3 separate regions of the Sus scrofa genome follow, and all the other regions are linked to region 2. The links are chromatin contacts, called in public Hi-C maps. All regions are on one chromosome and are shown on one strand. The core of a region is the stretch at or near the end of the contact, and the rest is flanking DNA. Distances in the headings are between cores, read along the strand shown. Region 1 overlaps COL5A2 (collagen type V alpha 2 chain). Region 2 has its middle 20 kb from the start of WDR75. Region 3 has its middle 48 kb from the start of COL3A1.

Region 1 (3,472 bases), core at 153-2,652, 290 kb after region 2:
CTTTTCTACTTGGGACTGTTTAAAGTCGCCACCTAGTGGCAATCTACAAGTACTTTCTGTTTTATCGTGGATTGCTGCCTGAGATACTGGGAATATTCTGGAGGATGGGAAGGAATAATTATACATTGAACACTCACCTTAATATAAAACTTATGTGCATCAGATCACTTGGAAATATGAAAGTATGTGTTTTAATGTATTCTAAACATAATTTTTGTTTTAAAGTTTTATCAGTAAAATATATAATATTTTTTCTTATTTTCTCTTATAATCATGCTCATTATGCTCACTTAATTTTGATAACTTTAACAAGTTTTTATTGATTTTAATCTCAATTTGTATGGAAGTAAATCATGTAAGCTATTTAGAGGAGATACCATGGAGGCACAGAATGCATCATGAAGCCAGTGAGAAAGTGAGCTGTCTTCAGAGCAGACTTTTAAACATGATCATTAATCACAGAGAACTGGAAAAAGGACATACGTTTTTGAGGATTAATATTAGCCAAACCTCTCTCTACTCCCACGGACACTAAATGTTGTTTTTGGTTTTGTCTTTGGAAATCTCTTTGGGAGCAGAGATTGTTTTAGCTCTTTTTTTGTTGTTGTTGTTATTTTTTTATCTCATTTTTCTCAATATTAACAATACTTGGTTATCAATGATCAGTTTCACACTTTAAAAATACTTTAAGAGTTTTCCACACAAGGTTTTGTGAGTAGGCTGGACTATTGCCAATATACATTTCCAGCTCATGGTGTCACATTTATATGATTCAGAAGTCCTATATAGCAATTAAAAATTAGCCTCCATTATGTATAATGAAAAAAGAGTGCAGTGATTTGTTAGTGGTTTAGCAGTCAGAAGGGTCTTGATTTTTAAAGGGTGAGAATAATTTTCTGAGAAATTAGTTTTGAAAATGTGAGCTTTTTTAGGCTAAGTTACCTACTTCTATTTGAATAGATAAATTAGCTGAATTATTCCACTACTCCAGAAAGTAAACATGTCAAACATAAATGTTTGAATATATTGAAATATATTAGTTAAATTTCTCAATAGCTATTATGCCCCCAAACATCCTATACAAACTGCCCCCTCTGCTTATCCCATATTTACTCCCTCTGCTGTATCAGGTCATTTTGGCTTATTATGTAGATATTCTCATGCTTAAGCATAAGAAGCTTCTTTTGCTATTAAACTCTAACTCACTTACCATATTTTTCTTGATCCCTGCTTCTATTTAGTAAAATCACATTGGATTTTGAGTTCTTTAGTCCTTTCTTTCCTTTCTTTCTTCCTGTTTAGAATCTCCAGGGTTAAAAAGCCAGCAAATACTTAACAAGTCTTATGGGAATGATGAGGTTAGGAGACGGAGCCTTTCCAGAACTGAGGACGTGGCTGTTCCCCAAGCTGCCTTCAGAATGTGGGTTAGGAGGAGGGTGGAATTTGGCAGCTAACGCTCATTGCTCACTTCCCTGAGAACTAGACTTGGCAGAGTCCCCATGCCTTTCCCTCTCCTTCTCATTGCTCTGGTCTACCTTTGGGAGTGGTAGGGAAAATAAAGCGTGCCAGACTTCAAGTACTAGGGTAAAGAGGATTGAAATGTGAAAATGTAATAAGCATATACTGAATGTCTACTATCAGCCAGGAAATATGTGAAGCATTAAAAAATTAGAAAGATGAGAAAAACCACAAACCCCGATCAGGAACCCATCACATTCTTTTTATAAGTGAGGAGAGATTAAGCAAGCACATACAAAGTTAATTTAATCTAAGACAGACAAATGAATTTAGAAATTGTTGGAGTTTCCTGGTGTCCGAGTGGTTAAAGGGTCTAGCATTATCACTGCTGTGGCTCAGGTCACTGTTGTGGCACAGGTTTGATTCCTGGCCTAGGAATTTCTGTATGCCATGGGCATGGCCAAAAAAAAAAAAAAAAAGAAAAAAAGAAAAAGACAATGTTGATTAGATATTCTTGAAGAGCAAAACTCAACCAAATAAGCAAGCTGATTATAAAATACTGATGAACTGAATTCAGTCTTCCAAGAAGAATGATTACTGGGGATTTAACACATCAAAAGTAAAATTCTTACACAGAATATACCATGTTCTGATGGTAGAGGCTGTAACCAGTGCTGAAATCTGCAATGTTGGCATAGCTGATGAAACATACTGTAGGGGGCTGGCTTGCTATTTTTTAAGACAATTTTTTAAAGGTAGTTTTAGGTTTACATCAAATTGAAGGTAAAGTACAGAGAGTTCCTATATACTCTCTGCCCCCATACATGCATAGCTTTCCCCATTATCAACATCCCCTGTCAGAGTCCATAGTGTACATTAAGGTTCCCTCTTGGTGTTATATATTTTGTGTCTTCAAGCAAGTGTATATTTACATGTGTATACCATTATAGTATCTTAAGAGTATTTTCACTGCCCTAAAAATCATTGTGCTCTGTCTATTCATCCCCCACATCCTCACCCTAACCCCTGCAGCCACCAACCTTTTGCTGTCTCAATAGTTTTGCTTTTACCAGAATGTCATAGAGTTGGAATCATACAGTATGGCTAGTCATTTAAAAAATAACGAAAACACTTCTCCATTGAGAAGTCTGTGCATTTTGTTTTCTACTAAGTACATATTTATTTATTTATTTATTTATTTATTTATTTTTTGTCTTTTTGCTATTTCTTTGGGCCGCTCCCGCGGCATATGGAGGTTCCCAGGCTAGGGGTCGAATCGGAGCTGTAGCCACCGGCCTACGCCAGAGCCACAGCAACGCAGGATCCGAGCCGCGTCTGCAACCTACACCACAGCTCACGGCAACGCCGGATCGTTAACCCACTGAGCAAGGGCAGGGACCGAACCCGCAACCTCATGGTTCCTAGTCGGATTCGTTAACCACTGCGCCACGACGGGAACTCCTACTAAGTACGTATTTAGCAATGGGTTCTAACTTCTACTTGCTTGTTTTCCAGGGTCCGCGTGGTCCTCAGGGAATTGATGGAGAACCAGGTGTTCCTGGTCAACCAGGTGCCCCAGGACCTCCTGGACATCCGTCTCACCCAGGACCAGATGGCATGAGCAGAGTGAGTTGTGTGCATTGTCCAATATCATCTTTGGGATGATATATTACATTATTAATTTATGGTTGTGATTTTAAATTGTGTTCAGATGTTGACCCTTGACTGTAGAGAGCAACTGAGGGCATGCAATGTTGCTATGAATAACAATAAAACTAAGAAATCCACAGGGAATTGTTGGAAAATTCAAAGTATCATTTTTAAAAAGTGCTGCTTCAAGTTATTTGTAGTTCTTAGTTCTGAACACTGGAATTTTATTTTTTCCATTTGATTCTAAAGGACCACTAGCATTATTCCCATTATTAATTGAAAAGAGAACTATGTCTTCATCCTTCTCTGTCCTCTAGACTGACAAAATCTGTCGTGTCCTTCACACCAAAGGTGGTTGATGCAT
Region 2 (3,911 bases), core at 1,038-3,537:
GAATAATAATATTCCATTATCTGTGTATACTATAGTTTATTCATTCTACTCACTGAGGATATGACATCTTTGTTGCAAGTTTTTGGCAGTTATGAATTAAGCTGCTATTATATCCATGTGTAGATTTCTGTATAGTTATAAGTTTTCCACTCATTTGAATAAATACCAAGGAATATGATTGTTAGATTTATGGTAACAGTATGTTTAGTTTTGTAAGAAACCTCCAGAATCCAAAGGTGCTATATACCATTTTGAGATCCCACCAGTAATGTATGAGTATTCCTGTGGCTCCACATTCTTGCCAGCATTCGTTGTTGTCAGTGTTCTGGATTTTGGATTTTCAGCTGTTCCGATAGCTGTATAATTTTATCTTTCTCTCTCTATCTTTTTGTTTTTTTTTGCCTGTGCCCGCACCATGTGGAAGTTCCCAGGCCAGGGATCAAACCTGAGGCACAGTAGTGACCTGAGCTGCAGCAGTGATGCCAGATCCTTAAAGAGCTGTGCGTCAAGGGAACTCCCATTTTATCTTTTTAATAACGCATTTTGTTTCCTAATTCAACAAACATTAAATATTTAATATAAGACAATGTCTTAGATCCTAGGGATACAAAGTTAAGACAGTGGATTTAAGGATCTCATGTTGAGGAATATGGACACACAAAGTGATCACTATGTTATGGTATAATCAAGCATCTTAAGAACAGAAGATCTAAGTAAAATATTAGAAATAAGGTTTTACATCTCCTTGGACCCAGTCGTCATCCTTTAAAATATTTATTTATTAATTTCCACCCGCCTGGAGTGATTTACTGGTTGATTTTGGTTTCAGGGCTCTGTAACCTCAAATTACTTACTCAGAGTGAGGGATTAAAGGTTCTGAGCTTGTGATTATTCTCATTTGGGCAATAAATTATTTTCATGTAAACTCACGGACATTCATATGATTATATCCTCAGAGAGAAATAAAAGCATGATATTTTGAATCAATGATCCCTTATGACCTATAGGCAAAAATCTAGGCTTCTTATCTGGCCATGAAAGACTGATGCAACTTGTTCTAACTTATTTTTCTAATGTATATTATTTTTCTTGGCTCTATGAACCTCACTGTGAGTGTAGACCTCCTAGCATTCATTCCGTGATGATTCTAGATCTGTACCTTTATTTAATATTGTTTTCTGAAATGCCCTCTTATTTTCATTCTGCATAACTAATCCTTCCTAAGAGCTTCAAAACTTCTCAGTCTCTTCCACAAATACTCTCATTTGTCTTCTTACTTTCCAATCAGAGCACTTAAAAACATTTCTTTACCATTTATTGCGATCTAGTTATATAATAGCTCTTGAGTTGTTTCACATTAATACTTGATTTTTTTTGTTTTGATATTAACAGATGTATGCCCTCTGAGGGCAAGACGGTATATTGATCTTCTAGATATCATAATGCAATGTTTCCTGCATTGTGGGTTCCTAGTTACTGTATATTGGTTGATGATTCATTAGTATGTAAATTATCTGGGAACAGACCCTATGTTTTAAACGTATTTAACAGTATTAGCATGCCAGAGAACTGATGATAACTTACTAGGTATGAACATTATTACATACACACATACACACACACACACACACACACACACACACACACACACACACACACACACACACACACACACAACCACTGTAAAAATACAGATATACCACATGGTGGCACCAAAGATACATCATTATTTTTGCAGGTTTTATATTCTACTTCGGCCTACAAGAAATTATAATTATACTATTAGCACATTGAAAAATATTTTTAATATCTAACTAATAGGTAATCTTATTGGAATATTATGGAATGAACATTTCTTAGTATAGAAACATTAAAAAAGATCTTTGGATCTTTTAATGTCTTTATTTACAAAAGCATCTCTTTAAGTTCTAGAACTCCTCTATATTTTTTTCAAATTAGATTCCTCTTCCATCACTGTCTTATTTTTCTCTAATAGAAAAACTTTATGAGCTTTAGAAGCTGTTCTTTGACATTTAGGTTTGAGATGTGGTCATTGGTAGCTCACAGTATTATGTTGTGTAGAATGTAGACCTATACAAATTCCAGCTGTTGATGGTACATGAAGTTCTTTGGCAGACAGGCTTCCCAGGCGTGTTGCCTAAGTTTAATTTCCATGTGTAAAGTCATACTTAAAAGTATGTAAACTGAAACAGATGTTTGTACTCTGAGAATGCATTTGGTGCACGAAGGAACAGCTCCCTAGCCTCTTATTCTACCCCCACTTTATTTTGAAAGCCCTTTTGAATAGAAAAGGGCCTCTGGAGAACCATCTAGTGTCTTTGACCCCACTAGTGAGTAGCAGCTCATTCCTGGGAAACAGTGCCCCAAATGAATGTTGGATTTTGCTTTAAACTCCCTTCTTAATAATCGTATGATTTTCTTCCCTTTCCTGTAAGCTTTGTATAGCTATTCTTTAATTAGGAAGCTATTCACTCTAATAATACAAGTTTTCTTAAAACCAAACTAAATCTCACTGATATTATCATTTAATAATAACTCTGAACTTTTATTTTCCTAAAGATTAGCTGTAATAAAGGCAGATCTTTGTGTAGCACCTATGTACCTTCTCACTGTTGTGGTGTCACATATTTAAGTACTGTATCTGAAAGCCTTCGAATAATCTGATTTATGGTGATGATAGTTTATAGGGTTCTAACCCACACAGAACTTGTGCTTCCAATTAATTTTCCAAAAAAGTAGAATTACTTGTTATTAACTACTTTCATTTTTCTTTTTAAAATCTTCCTTCCTGTCTCTTTTCAAAGATACTATACTAGGGTCAAAGAGGATTAAGATAGAACCTCTAGGGCCGCTCCCATGGCACATGGAGGTTCCCAGGCTAGGAGTCTAATTGGAGCTGCAGCTGCCAGCCTATGCCAGAGCACAGCAACATGGGATCCAAGCCGCTTCTGCAGCCTATGCCACAGCTCATGGCAAAGCTGGGTCCTTAACCCACTGAGCAAGGCCAGGGATCAAACCCGCAACCTCATGGTTCCTAGTTGGATTCGTTAACCACCGAGCCATGATGGGAACTCCTAGAGCCTTTCTTTAGGAACATTTAATGTAACTTAGGAAAAAGGCACAACTTAAAATTTTCTAACACCACAGAAGAACCAGCCCATACACTAGGGGAACTAAAAAAGATTTTATAGAGGAGATAATATTGGAGATAGGTGTTGAATGATAGAGGGGAACTCCTCCAGGAAGTGAAGGAAAAAGCAGATTTTCAAGGCAGCAGAATGGAATGAACACTAGTATGATGGGTTTGTGGCACATCAGGCTCTAGCTTGGTTTTCTTATGGATATATGGAGGTAGTAATTAGGTGGCGAGGAAGAATTGAAAGAAGGGGTGAGGACCAGATTTAATTATGCCTAAATGTTTGGAAATACAAATGCAAAGTCTTTTTTTTTAATTACTTAATGAACTTTATTACATTTATAGATGTACAGCAATCATCACAACCAAATTTTTATAGCATTTCCATCCTAAAACCTCAGTGCATCCCCTCACCCCTCAACCTGTCTCATTTGGAAACCATAAGTTTTTCAAATCAAAAATTAGTAATTATAGGAGTTTTTGTTGTGGTTCAGTGGGTTAAGAACCCGACATAGTGTCTGTGAGGATGTGGGTTTGATCTCTGGCCTTGCTTAGTGGGTTAAGGATCTGGTGTTGCTGCAAGCCGCAGTGTAGGTCACAGATGTGGTTTGGATCTGGTGTTGATGTGACTGTAGCGTAGGCCCCAGCTGCAGCTCCAATTTGACCTCTGGCCTAGGAATTTCTATATGCCACAGGTGCGGCCGTAAAAAAGAAAAAAAAAAAAAAGTAGTGATTATAGTTTTAAATTTTTGAT
Region 3 (3,659 bases), core at 223-2,722, 350 kb after region 2:
TAGTTTGCATCTGTGGTTCAGATTTAATCACTGGCCCAGGAACTTCCATATGCAGTGGGCACAGCCATTAAATAAATTAGTTAATAAAGTTAATTAAATGGCAATAAAACTTTTACTGCAAAATACTGAAGTGTTTTAGGCAAGTAAAACACATGTAGTGATTGCATCTTGGAAAGATCACCTCAGCATCAGTCCTCAGGGAGAACTTTTTAACGGGGAACTGCCAACAGAGAGACTAGTTAAAACAATTTTGGAGGAAAAGAAACGGAATGAGAAGTCAATACCACTGAGGATAGAGAAAGAGAGAGGGACTTGAGAGATAATTAAAAAATAGAATCAACATAATCTTGTTAAAGAGTGGGATGGTAAGGAAGTGAGAAATTTAGGATTATTCTCCAGTTTCTCACTTTTTAGGTAGCTGAATGGAAGATGACGACATTTACAGTATGGGAGATAGAGAACAAAATAGTCTGAGGTTGTAATTGATGTATTTGTGGAGCATCTCTCAGGGGATAAGTTGGGGAGTAGACCTAAAAATATGAGAGCCATCACATCGAGAAGCTATTAGAGCTTGGGGTGGGAATGAGGTCACTCAAGAAGGATGTCAAAGGAGAGCAGTGAGCCAGAACAGATCACCCAGAAACACCAATATTTAGGGGAAAAGAGAGAAAGAGGAAAATCATGTTCCTATTATTAGGAATATTATTTTTCAGTTATAGGATCCTGAACCTTGGTTGCTAAATGTAACCGTGAACTTTGGAAAAGATTGACTGAAGCCTCCTTTGATGCAAGAATGCAGTTCTTATTCTCATTTTTACACTAAACTCAAGAAGATCAAGAGAAGGAAATATGAAGAAAGATGAAAATTCTGGTTGAAAATAAATCTGAGCAAAGATACCAATGAGAATGTTATATATAATAAGAAACCCTAAAGATAAAATTTTACTAATTGAGCATGATCCTATATAACTTGTACTTTTAATTCTCTGCTGGATTTTATTTTGATACCACCAATACACATAAATGGTACTTAATTCACATTGATTCCTTACCATGAGACTATCATCCAAGTTAAACCAAAAACATGAAGATTACATTCATTTTTATCTAGGAACTTAAATTTCACATTTTAAGGAGGGCATACCAAAAACCTATGCATATAAACAACGACGGTTAATTCCATTAATATTAGAAGAGTTTGGGCTATGCCCACATGAGGTAAAAAAAACGTGGATCAAAGTGTAAATAAATAGAGGAAGGTAGATCTGCATTGTGAACAATTTTCCCACCAGCTGGAACTGTTATGAGATTGATCTTATAATGAAAGGCAGCTGGGGATAAAGAACGACCACATCTGTTAGTCACTTTAATGAGAAAAATGCAACAGAAATTGAGGACAGCTGTAGTCAAAATGTAAGCCCTAAAGATTCAGATAGGAAGCTGCTGTCCAAGTCCCTCCCTGAAACATCAGACACGTTTCTTTGCAGAATTAATGCTGTTTTCTGTGGATTCTTGCAGGCAGTGGCAGTCTTTGCGCCTTCAAATCTGTGCTCCTGCTGCCTCCATGGGGGACAGTTTCCAGGTGGTTTAAATTCAAGGTGAAATTTGAAAATCAGATCCAAATTGTTTTTATCAAAATCACAAATGATAACCCTCATTCTGTTTAGTTTCCTCTATGCCCTCATAACTCTTGAGTTAATCCCAACCTTAGCCCTCAAAATTAAAGCCTCCTTTTCCTAAACCATTGAAAACTCCAGGATGCCAACCAGACTCTGTGATGCTTTCTTCCTTCTCATCACAGTCACATCATGCTGTCCTTTTGCCCTTTTCTTTGGAAGTTCTGCTCCCTAATAATTTCATTCTGGAGCCAGATGATTTCATCGACCATCTGTATAAGGATACTTTCCAAATCTACTTAGCCGCCCCTGACCTGGTATTCTCCAATCAGTCACACATTTTATCATGTTGAACCACCCTTCCAAATGAATCACTGTCATGGTGAACTGCCACGTAGAAAGCTCTGCGGAAGACTGAAGTTGCGCAACTTTCCACTGAGTTCTTCTGTGTTAAATAGAAACATCTCCTGCATGACTTCTGATGTCCTCCTTTTGCTGTCCCCATTTTCCCCTCTTAACCTAATTTCCTCAGTAAGTATGTCTACACCCTGTGACTCTTCCCTCGGTCTAGTCTTTGAAAAAAAAAAAAAAAAAAAAAGTTCTCTGTGTCCTTGCCAAGTCTCTTTAGTCTCATCCTTTTCTTCCCTAAAATGAAGACTCATCCTTCTTTATCCTGCAACAGGTTCATTATAGAAGAATGTATTCATTCTTTATTGCCTATAAACCTGATTCTGTTTCACTATACTTCCCTTGAACTTGTGCTCCCCTTGAGCAACAGCCTGCCAATATTTAATATCATTCTTTTGATGGATCTCCATGAAATGTAGATTAGAAAAAAAAAAGACAAAAATCTGTCACCTTGCTATTCTAAGCTCTTTGGTGCAGACTCTAACACCACTACATGAAACCCATGCTTCAGCTGAAACTGGGCTAATATAAATTGCCAAATATACTTCACATAACCTTTCCTGAATGCCTCCAAAGAGGCATGATGGTTCCATTCTTGTGCCTCTCTAAGTGACTTATATCATTCTTTCTTTCTTTGTTTTGGCGACATCCATGGCATGCAGAAGTTCCCGGGACAGGGATGGAACTTGAGCCACAAATCCCCACCTGCTAGGCCACCAGGGAACTCCTTTCTAACTTTCTAATACAACTTATTACTTTGAGTCCTGTGACATGTTGGTTTCTAAATTTTGTGGAATCTCGTTCTATTGCTCAAATCTTTTTGAGCATGTAGTTCTGAGCTTTGCATTAATAATTGCTCAATAATGTCGTTGAGTTGATATAAATAGATTTAGGTAGCCCGGATTTGTCACCATCCCATGACCGTGGAATAATCATTCCTGTTTCTAATTCTCCTTTTTTTTTTTTTTTTTGGTTTCTTACTCTAAAGTAGCTTTCATTTGCTCCAGTTTACCAAAATCATACTCCTTTACTGTACAACTCAAGTTTAATTTTCTTAAAGAAGAATGTTATGACAGTATAATCATCACTGGCCAATTCATTTTCTACTCTACTACCTAGATCTTGCACGGTTGACAGAGCACAATTTAGCACTTAATTGTTCATCTTGAAGGCTTTTGTACCATTTCATATGGGTTCAAATGATCTATTCTAGACAACACATTCCTAACAGAGAGGAATCATGTGTTATATTTCCCTAGAGTGTTTGGCGGAGTGTGAGAGTGGAATCGGAGCTTGTAGTAGATAATGTGTTGTTCCAGCCATGTTATCTCTTCAGAGCCAGAGTGTTGACCTATCAGCTCCTATTACGGAGGGCTCACGGCCATGTCCCTCACTGAAGATTCCTTCAGTTGCCAAGACTGCCTTACAGAAGTTTCCCCTACTCTCCATTCCTTCCAGGTTCTGGCCCAGAGTCAGCGAGTATCTGAGTGAAGGATACACAGACCCATCCTTCTTACTGTGAATTACAACAATTCAGAAAGGCCATCTTGGCGCCAGAGCTTCTTGGAGGATTGCCAGAAGCCTCCGTGTCAACTGCATGTGGGTCATCTTCTCTTTCTGTCCAAGCTTGGCTTT

What was found. Hi-C and Micro-C count contacts between places; a contact is called where the count stands out from the background.
Region 1: a contact with region 2 is called in a Hi-C map of fetal skeletal muscle, with 2.7 times the contacts expected there. The contact joins two enhancer-like sites. A contact is called at or near these places in 1 of 5 promoter capture datasets (liver), 15 of 47 Hi-C or Micro-C datasets (alveolar macrophages, embryonic fibroblasts, fetal skeletal muscle and 8 more) and 1 of 2 datasets of contacts at active chromatin or transcription factors (skeletal muscle).
Region 3: a Hi-C map of skeletal muscle shows a contact between it and region 2, with 5 times the contacts expected there. The contact joins two enhancer-like sites. A contact is called at or near these places in 2 of 47 Hi-C or Micro-C datasets (embryonic fibroblasts and skeletal muscle) and 1 of 2 datasets of contacts at active chromatin or transcription factors (skeletal muscle).

The regions. Positions count from the first base shown.
Region 1 is chr15:93,668,916-93,672,387 of Sscrofa11.1, reverse strand. It overlaps COL5A2 (collagen type V alpha 2 chain), which reads left to right. Exons shown (of 54, transcript NM_001105289.1): 7 at 2,974-3,084. Among named protein-coding and RNA genes, the nearest start is that of COL5A2, 88 kb to the left of the region's middle. Within about 2 kb of position 1,402, at least 17 of the 83 cell types and tissues checked have an H3K27ac peak or open chromatin away from gene starts, as enhancers often do. A contact at or near this core is called in fetal skeletal muscle, omental adipose tissue, retroperitoneal adipose tissue and 1 more, where this site is marked.
Region 2 is chr15:93,958,672-93,962,582 of Sscrofa11.1, reverse strand. It overlaps a transcript of COL5A2 not described here. Among named protein-coding and RNA genes, the nearest start is that of WDR75, 20 kb to the left of the region's middle. Within about 2 kb of position 2,287, at least 26 of the 83 cell types and tissues checked have an H3K27ac peak or open chromatin away from gene starts, as enhancers often do. A contact at or near this core is called in fetal skeletal muscle, omental adipose tissue, retroperitoneal adipose tissue and 1 more, where this site is marked.
Region 3 is chr15:93,603,159-93,606,817 of Sscrofa11.1, reverse strand. No RefSeq gene overlaps it. Among named protein-coding and RNA genes, the nearest start is that of COL3A1, 48 kb to the right of the region's middle. Within about 2 kb of position 1,472, at least 6 of the 83 cell types and tissues checked have an H3K27ac peak or open chromatin away from gene starts, as enhancers often do. A contact at or near this core is called in skeletal muscle, where this site is marked.